Linked DNA regions of Gossypium hirsutum: region 1 is linked to region 2. The links are chromatin contacts, called in public Hi-C maps. All regions are on one chromosome and are shown on one strand. Each heading gives the region's core, a stretch centred on a gene start, on an enhancer-like site or on the middle of the called end of the contact. The rest is flanking DNA. Distances are from core to core; before and after follow the strand shown.

Region 1 (4,632 bases), core at 145-2,644, 55 kb before region 2:
GTACATATTATATTATAAATGTATTTTTTTTATTGTGAACCTTAATTCTCTTTATATGCAATACTGATTTATATTCCAACTATCATATATAGAGTAGTACTCTATGTTATTTAGAACACATAAATCAATAGAATAAAAATGATTTCATCCCAGGGATGATCAGATGGATTTTTGGGATTGGAAGAAATATTGGCAGATATAGTGTTGAATAAGTTGAGTTACGAGTGATTTATGATGGTCTCCAATTGGCTTGATTTGTTAAATGGAATAATATAATTGTTAAATCAGATTATACTTTAGCTGTTGAAGCCTTTAATGGTAGGTTCCAAGAACAAATAAATAGGGGATTGATTCTGAGAATTCAAGAATTTTGTAAAATTCAACAGGTTTCGAGAGAGGTAAATACTGCTACTCATACTCTAGCTAGGTTGAAGGAATTACCTTCAGAAATTGCTCATCAAATTAGAAATTATGGTCAAAATTTGGCTTTATGACTTTACTGCTCCTTTGTAATTGATCTATAATTTTTTTCTTTTACCAAAAAAATAAAATAAATGACCCATCCATAATTATTGAGCTTTTTAGATTTTAAAAGTAAAATTAATAGAAAATACATACACTAAAAATATATTTGAACAAATAAGAAAGCATACAGTGCCATTTTGAAAATAAAATTATTGGAGTGCAAATTTGACTCATCTTTTTAATTCAAAATTCTAAGTAATTTTATTTTGTTTTTATTTCATTCAAAGAAAATGAAAATACAATATTTATTTTATGAAATGTTAAATACTAAATATTTAAAAATCAAATAAATCATTTGTAAGTGCCTGAGTTATAAATCTAATAAATTGAAAATATCTAGGATGATAGAAGGATTATTAAAAATTTACATAAATAAATAAATTAAAAAATATATAAACATTTTAAATAATAAAATGTCGAACCATGGTCATATTCCTCATTATGGATAAAGGATAGATGTTACTACATTAAAGTGATTGCCGTGAAAATTGTGATGTATGTTATTTTTCTAGTAATGGGTTTGCTATGAGTTAAAAATACGTGTTGTTGATTGAATTTTAGCTCATTTGACATTGATATTGTTGTCATTGCAAGTAGGGGTGAGCAAAATTTAATTTGCCTTCAATTCTTTTTCAAATTTTGAGTTAGATTTGAGTTGAATTTTTGAATTTAAATAACTCAAATAATTCGAATAAACCTAATATCAAACTATACAATTTTAAATTTTAAATTTATATTATGTAGTCTAATTAATAATTATTTTATACTCCCCCTCCAAGCCTTTTGACTTTCCCCCACCTGCCCCACCATTTTCCCCCAAATCAAAATCTCATTCCTATTTCCTATCCCTGAGTCAAAATCCCTAAATCAAACCCTCCATCCTTCAATTCTTCTTCATCAGTTTCTAAGGTTAGGCAAATCCCTCACCCGTCTCCGGTCTCCCTGTCCATCACTTTAGCTGTGGGTACTAGGTGTTGTTTATACTGTTGCTGTAAAAGTTGTTGCTGTAACAAAGGTTGTTGATGTTGCTGCTGCTACAAAACAAATTGCCCTAGGATCTTCGAAACTGGTGTTCCTTTTGGCTGCTCTGTTCTCTTCAGTCTCCACTCTTCACCTCGACCTTTTTGCATCTCTCCTCGACCCCAAACCCAACAATCTAGATTTGGCTATGAAACACTTTCGCTTTTATTTTAGATTTGTGGGATTGCTACATGTTCGGTTTATTACCTTTTTCACTCACGAACTAACAAATCGCAAATTTGCTCAGTAGAAAAAGAGCAGTAATTGACTTCTTTGGTCATTGCATTAATTTCTTTTTGTGTTTTTTTTTCGTTTTTATTATATTTTATTATGAGAATCAAGACTTGAAGTTTAATAATTTTTTAATTTACTAGTTCGATCAATTATTTTTGCCAGTCAATTTATGTAAATTCGAGGATTGCCGTTGAATCGAGAAAATCTCGATCTTGTGGATATTTTCTTCAAATTTTAGAATGAAAGGTAACCCCATAATTTTTTTGCTATTGCAGTTCGCTGATAAGCATCAATGTCCCTACTTTTTGCTTATTATTTAAGTTGGAATAACAACTTTTTATTTGTATCCTGCTTTTAATAAATTTTGAAATTGTGCTTAAAATAATTAATTGAAGACTTTAAGACGTTTCATCCCTAATTGATTTCGAAACAAACTAAAGTTATTTTTTAAATTTGACTCAAGCAAATATATTTGATTTGAATTTTATCTCACTTGATTCGATTTGAGAAAATTTCAAATAGAGTTGGGATGATAAAATAGAATTCATTAACTTGATTAACTCGAATTTTTTTTTCATTCGTTTTGATTCGATCGAACGCTCATCCTTAAGTATAGGAGGACATGAACTTGAATGCGCTAAAGCACATTATCCTCAAGAGTTGAGAAGGGGTTATGAGTAATCCTTGATATTGTATCAAAAAGATTAAAAAAATATATATATGATAAACAACCTATAATGAGATTAATGTTAAAAAAGAAGAAAATAAGTTTAATTTGTTAATGTACCATCTTACCCTTAACATCTTTATTTTTTTATAATTTTAAAAATATTAAAATATAACAAAATATTATAATATTTAAATTTATATAAATTAAAATAATAAAATAAAAATATTACTGTACAACCTAAATTATGCCCAGGCCCATAAAATATAAAAACCAAAAGCTCAAATATCAAATAAAAGTAGTAACCCAATTACCAAACAAAAAGACCCAAATCAAGAAAACCCTAGCCCAAAATACAAAGCCCAAAACCTAAACTTTTTCAGAAAAAACAAAAAAACCCTAGCTTCTGACAACCACTTGCCACTGCTACCGCCCTAATCCCTGCCACCGCCTTTGCTCCACCGCTCAACCACCACCTGCAGCAGAAAAGATGTTAGACAGTAGCAAAATATAACATTGTATTAAATTGGTTATAAAGCCATAGGACTTAATGTAAATTTTTTTTATGGATTTTGAATACAAAAAAACACAAGATTGAATCCAAAAAAAGAAAAAAAGAAAATCGAATCCAAACAAAAAAAAATAGAGAAAGCAAGTGCCAAAAATACAAAGCAAAATCGAATCGATTACTAAGGTGTTTTTTTTGTTCTTTCGTTTCTTTTTATTTTATTTTTTGTCGAATCCTTCTTTTCCTTCATACATATATATATACAAAATATAATGATACAAAGGGAAGGAGAAAATTTTACTTTTTTAAATCGTCGAAAAAAAACTTTTGGCCTTTCGACCGCTATACACGACGGCGCCGTCGTCGGCGACCGGCACGACGGTCGATGGCTGGACCCCTGGCCAACCAAGAAGCTAAAAGAGAGGGGAGGAGAGAGCATTTTTCAATTTTTTTTTTGGAAGAAGGTAAAAAATGAAAGTTTTTTTGTTAAAAAAATTGACTTTTGTAAGCCTCCAAAACGACATCGTTTTAGGACTGGCCTTAAACGCCTAAAACGACGTCGTTTTGCCCTTAAGATCCGTGTGTTGACCCGACCCGCCAGGGAGGATCCGCATGTTTTTTTGGGCTAATTACACTTTTAGCCCTTTAGCTTTTTAATGTTTTTGCAATTAAGTTCTTTTTATTTTTAATTTTTGCCCTATACTTTATTTCGATTTACAAATTAGTCCACCTTGAAGCTGCGCGTTTTGGAGGGTAAGGATTATTTCCCATTTTGGTCCCTCATTGTTATTCGCAAGTCAAATTGGTCCTTTTCCTTTTTATTTATTTCTGATTTGCCCCAAATTTCTGTTTTAAAGTTCAAATTAGTTTTTTTTTTGTTATTTTTGGTCATTTTATTATTAAATTAATTAATTTAGCATTATTATTACTATTAGTATTATATTTCTTTTATTTATTTATTTACTTATTATTTTTTTTAAATACACTTATTTTATTTTATTCATTTTATTATTTATTTATATCCTTTTATATAATTTCAAACTTTGGGTATTCTATTAGTTACTATCATTATTATTAATATATTATCATTATTATTATTTTTAAACTGTTTTATATAATATTTATTTATTTGTTTGTTTACTATTAGGTTTTATTACTATTATTATTTATTTATTTAGTTTTTACTTATTAATTTTCTTTTATAATTAGCTTTTTTTTTAAAAAAAAATTCGTCCTTATTATTGTCATTCATATTAACGCATTTATTATTATTTTGTTATGCATATTAGTACCGTGATTTATTTTTACATTTTTATTACAAATTTGTGTTACATTAATCTTTACCCGATGCATAATTTTTTTTAAAATAAGCAACGTTTGGTATTTTGAGATTCAAAAAGTCGTTCCCTAACTTACAGGGTTTCGATTTTCTCGATAAATCCAAATAAACGAACATTTTTTTAATTTTTTTCATAATCTCAGGAATTAAGAGAAGGTCGTGTTCTAACTCACGGAATATGATTTTTTTCTAGAACCGAGATAGTCGAATGTATTTTAAAATAAATTTTTATCATTTATTCGCGTATCGAGAATTTAAAATATTGTGTCCTAACTTACAGGACGTAATTCTTTTTCTCGATTAACGTAAAATATGTCATTTTCTCAAAAAAATTTCAAT
Region 2 (4,806 bases), core at 556-3,055:
ATGTTTGATTGATTAAGTTATAAGTCTGATAATACTCCGTAACCCTGTTCTGGCGATGGATACGGGTTCAGGGTATTACAAGAAATTAAAGCTTCAAAAAAGAGTTGATGTGGAGGACTTTGGCCCATGGATGTTGGTAGAGCATCGACAAAGGAAGAGGCCGAAGTAGGGGGAGACAAGGAGCATAGGTCAAAGAGTGATTCTAGATCAATCACGCTTTGTTGTTTTGGAGAAAAATATGGTGATTGATGATGAATCTTTGAATATTGTTGAAAAACCGACAGAGGAACTAAATGGCCATGAGAGTGGAAATATGGTGTATTCCACAAAACGAATTGCTGGCCTAAGGAAGAATAAACCGAATGCTAAAGGTAAGTAGAGGTGTGCATAGGCCGGGCCGGGCTCACAAAAAATTTTAGGCCCGTTTTCTAGGCCCAGCCCGAAATATGGGCTTAAAATTTTGTCCAAGCCCGGCCCGGGGAAAAAATGGTAGGCCCGAGCTCGGCCCGGTCATTTTTTTGACTTTTTTATTAAATAAAATTTTTTAAAATTTTGCATAAATTTGATAAGTTTGAAGCATTTTGGAGTGAAAAAAGTTCCATTGAGGTGTTCAATTATTTCCTGTAACCTTTAGTTATGATATGAATTTTAAGGATCATGAAAACCATAAGAACGTTCTATGGTGTTTTTATCATAGGCATTTGGTTTAGCCTATATGTTCTTTGGTATTTATGTTAGTATGGGTTTTAGGCCTTTCAATGAAGGTTTTATTGAGCATATGGTCTTCGTACTGATTTTAATTATAGTAACAAAGCTGTGTATCTGTTTGATTTGTGTCTAATTTTTGTAGATGGATTAGAATTGGAGACTTCTAATATTGAATATGAGCCTATGGTCTGGACCCAGTGCAATAGTTGTCTTCGAATTAGACTTTGAATTATATTAATTTTTATTTATTCACTTTGTTATTAATTTATAGAAAAGATCAGATTATTTTTGAATTAAAAAGCTACCATTTAAGTTTAAGAATAATTTTTTAAATAAAATAAAATGAAAATGATAAATTAAGAAATAAGTATAAGATTAAAATGTGAGAAATGAAAGAAGTGGAGAATGTGCTAAAGCTACAGAGATATAGTTTTTCTTGCTTTGAACGTAATATTACTTAATGGTCTCTTGGGGTACAAAATATTGTAGAAATATCAAGGGCACCAAGGCGCACTTTATGTGCTAAAAGTAGATTAGTCTGCTTAAGGAACAAATGCAATATCAAGCAAAGCAATAGATTAATAAGTTAATAAGTAGATTAGTCTGCTTAAGGAACTAAATCCCATGTTTGCCTACCCTTGTGTGTGTCCAGTGACTTGAATTGCATGTGTTTATATATTTTTGCTTTTAGTTACAATTATTCCGTTCTTACTTTACTGCAACATTTTGTAGTGGAAATCAACTTTTCCAGATTAGATAAATCCCATTTTGTGTTCATTATTTATTTCATTTTATCTATTTTCCTTCAGTATTTTCATCAAGAAAATTACAATAAGAAACACGGCAGCAGTGAAGGAGAAGAAAATGAAGCTTACCTTGAAGAAGACAGCAAATGAAGAAGCTGAAAGACAACTGGATCGGCTACCGAGACTGCAAATGAAGAAGCAAAAATGAAGAAGCTGCTGAGCTGAGCTTGAGGCTAAGAGGTGGATCGGCCGACGGACAACTGGACGGTGGAGGTGGTGGTGAGCTAGGGATTTGAGTTTTGGAAATGGAAATGGAAATAAGAGAAGGAAGGCAGCAGCAGCAACTAAACAAAAATATCAAAGAGTGAAGTTACTTAAAAAATTAAAAATAAAAAAATAAAAAATAATTTAATATTAAAATCGGGCCGGGCTCGGGTCAAAAAAATTATACCCGAGGCTCGGCCCGTTTTTAAACGGGCCTCATTTTTTGTCTAAGCTCATTTTTCAGACCTATATTTTTACTCGAACCCTCCTATTTTTAGGGCGGGCCTTCGGGCCGGGTCAGGCCGGGCGGTCCGGCCCATGCACACCTCTAAAGGTAAGGGTGTTATTCATGGAAATGGTTCCAAAGTGGGCCTGAAAGTTTTTAGACCCATTAGTGATAATGTGGGGGCTTCAAATAGAATGGATTTGCGACCCACGGAGGTTATTGGAACGGTTAACACCAAATCTACTGGGGGAGACCATATTGTGGGATTTCACCCAGTATCCTTAATAGCCAAGCTTGATAAATCGAGGCATCAAACGTTTTGGGCAGTACGCAGTGAAAAAAAAAAGGGGTTTGTGCAGGGAAAGTTTGGGCATGGATTTGGGTATTGAAAATGGGGTCTTTCGGTTTGGAGTAGCTTCTAACGGTTAGGTCGAAGGACTGTCAGTTTTATTACTAGCCGAAGGGGATTCACAACGTCGCAAACCACCTGATGAGTTAAGTAAATCGCCAGCAGATACTGTGGATTTAGTGGCAGCTATGGAGGGTATAATTTATGGGCTGGAGTAGGGTCATGTAACCATGGAGATTTTAGCTGAAAACCCAGAAGATGATGAACCGATGGGTCAATTGGATTCGACTAACGCCAAAGTTAGCTGCTAACATTTTTGTTGCTATTGGGTTTCTCTTTTGTTATTTTATACATGGATACAAAAATCATTTTTTTGAATTTTTAAGGTGAGGGTCATCGAAGTTTCTATAACTTTGTTTTTGAGTATCGAAGGGAGTTTTAACCAGAGATTATTTGTCTTTTTGAAACCTGAACGAGTGGTGCACGTGCTGACAGAATTATTTCTCAAATCGGAATGGCCCGATCATGTAGGATTGAAGCTAATGGTTTTAACGGTTGTATTTGGATCCTTTGAAGTGAGATGGTTTCAATTGATATTCTAGCTGTTCACCCTCAAATGGTTCATATAAAGGTTTGTAGCGAGAATGACTCTTAATAGTTTCCTTTGCACTACGGTTTATGCTAGTCCACAGTAAAGGCGAAAGAAAGATTTCTGGTATATTTTAGGTGTTAAGGCGAACTCAATTTCTGAACCATGGCTAATTGCTGGTGATTTTAACTTGGTGTTAAATGGGTCGAAAAGGGTTGGAAGTGCTTCTTAGACACGACTTGGTTGCAAGTGGGTTCAGTCATTCTTGGTTCACTATAAGATTCGGGATTTGGGTTATAGTGGTCCGCAATTCACTTGGAGTAGAAGGAATCTATCTCAGCGTCTTGATCGGGAAATTTGTAACTCTGAATGGGACTTCTTTGTGCCCAATTGTGCTGTCCGTAATCTTCATAGACTAAAATCAGATTATCATCCTATTTTGGTCTCTCTAAGGCCGAATGTTTAACAGGACTGTCGTCTATTTCGGTGTCTAGCTAGCTGGATGCTTCATGCCGAGTTGAACGACCTTGTGAGAAAAACTTGGAGATCTGATGATGTTATTGTGAGGAATTTAGAATGTTTTTAGAATGTGGTGTAAGATTGGAACAAACAGTTTTATGGAAATATCTTTATTTGCAAGAGGAACCTTATCTCGGAACTGAACAGGGTGTAAAAAATTCTTAATTTATGGTCATCGGCGCACCTCCGAGAACTTGAATTACAATTAAGACTTGAGGTTGAAGAAATTTTGTACCTTGAGGAATTACTATGGTTCCAAAAATCTAGATCGAATTGGCTTTCACATGGCGACAAAAATACAAGCTATTTCCATGGCCGTACTCTAGCAAGACAGAGGAGAAATAAGATTAAAGAATTGAAGGTTGAAAATGATGAATGGTGTCTTGATGATATTGCCTTGAAACATCATGTTGTACACTCCTTCAAAGACAAGTTCCCATCGATACCTATGGCTGATATGGAATGTTTAAAGCTTACTATAAATGATGGTGAAATTCGCAAAGTTGTTTTTAGCATGGCACCCTTGAAGGCTCTAGGAATTGACGGTTTCTATGTTAAATTCTAATAGGCAAACTGGGACATTGTTGGTGCCTCAGTTTGTTATATGGTTAGGCACGTCATGGGAGGTGAGCTTGTTGATCCTACGATTAATAAAACTTGATTATTTTATTGCCAAAATTTCAAGGGCTGAAGAGGATTTCTCAGTTTACGCTGATTAGCCTATGTACGGTGGTTTATAAGATTTTAACGAAATTGATAGTTAATAGACTGAGGCCTTTGATGATGAAGCTCACTGATCAGAACCAAGCTAGCTTTGTTATAGGAAGGCATATTACTATAATATTGTGGTTGCTTAGGACGCCGTTCACTCTATAATGTGTTTCAAAGGTCAGAAATATGGGATGGCTTTGAAGATCGATTTAGAGAAGGCTTATGACAGGATCATGTGGGATTTTTTGGAAGACACACTTTTGGAGGTGGGCCTACCTAGATTTTTGGTATATGTGATTATGAACTATGTTTCGTCTGCATCTTTCCAGATTCTATGGAATTGTAGTATCACGGAAAGTTTTTGCCCGATGTGCGGTTTGAGACAAGGTGACCCACTATCTCCGTACTTGTTTGTTCTTTTCATGGAAAGATTAGGGCACTTATTTGATGAGGCTGTAGGATGTGGATGTTGGTCTCCGATCTTTCTTTCAAGAGGGGGTCCTGTACTTTCTCATCTATTTTTCACTGACGATCTCATTCTCTTCTGTGAAGCCAACTTGACTCAAGCAAGTTAGGTGAATGATATCTTCCGTACATTCTGTTATTTTTCGGGACAGAAAGTGAATAAAGGAAAGTCGCAGGTTTTTTTCTCTCCGAATATTCCAAGTACAGTCACTATTGGGATTTATAGAGA

What was found. A called contact is a pair of places that touch in the nucleus more often than the background predicts.
Region 1: a contact with region 2 is called in a Hi-C map of leaf, with 1.6 times the contacts expected there. The contact joins the enhancer-like site here to the promoter of LOC107896645 in region 2. A contact is called at or near these places in 5 of 34 Hi-C or Micro-C datasets (all in leaf).

Annotation. Positions count from the first base shown.
Region 1 is chrA11:26,328,828-26,333,459 of Gossypium_hirsutum_v2.1, reverse strand. No RefSeq gene overlaps it. Among protein-coding and RNA genes, the nearest start is that of LOC107896637, 6.4 kb to the left of the region's middle. Within about 2 kb of position 1,394, at least 7 of the 9 cell types and tissues checked have an H3K27ac peak or open chromatin away from gene starts, as enhancers often do. A contact at or near this core is called in leaf, where this site is marked.
Region 2 is chrA11:26,274,077-26,278,882 of Gossypium_hirsutum_v2.1, reverse strand. LOC107896645 (AAA-ATPase At1g43910) reads right to left here and starts at 1,805. Exons shown (of 4, transcript XM_041081490.1): 1 at 1,584-1,805.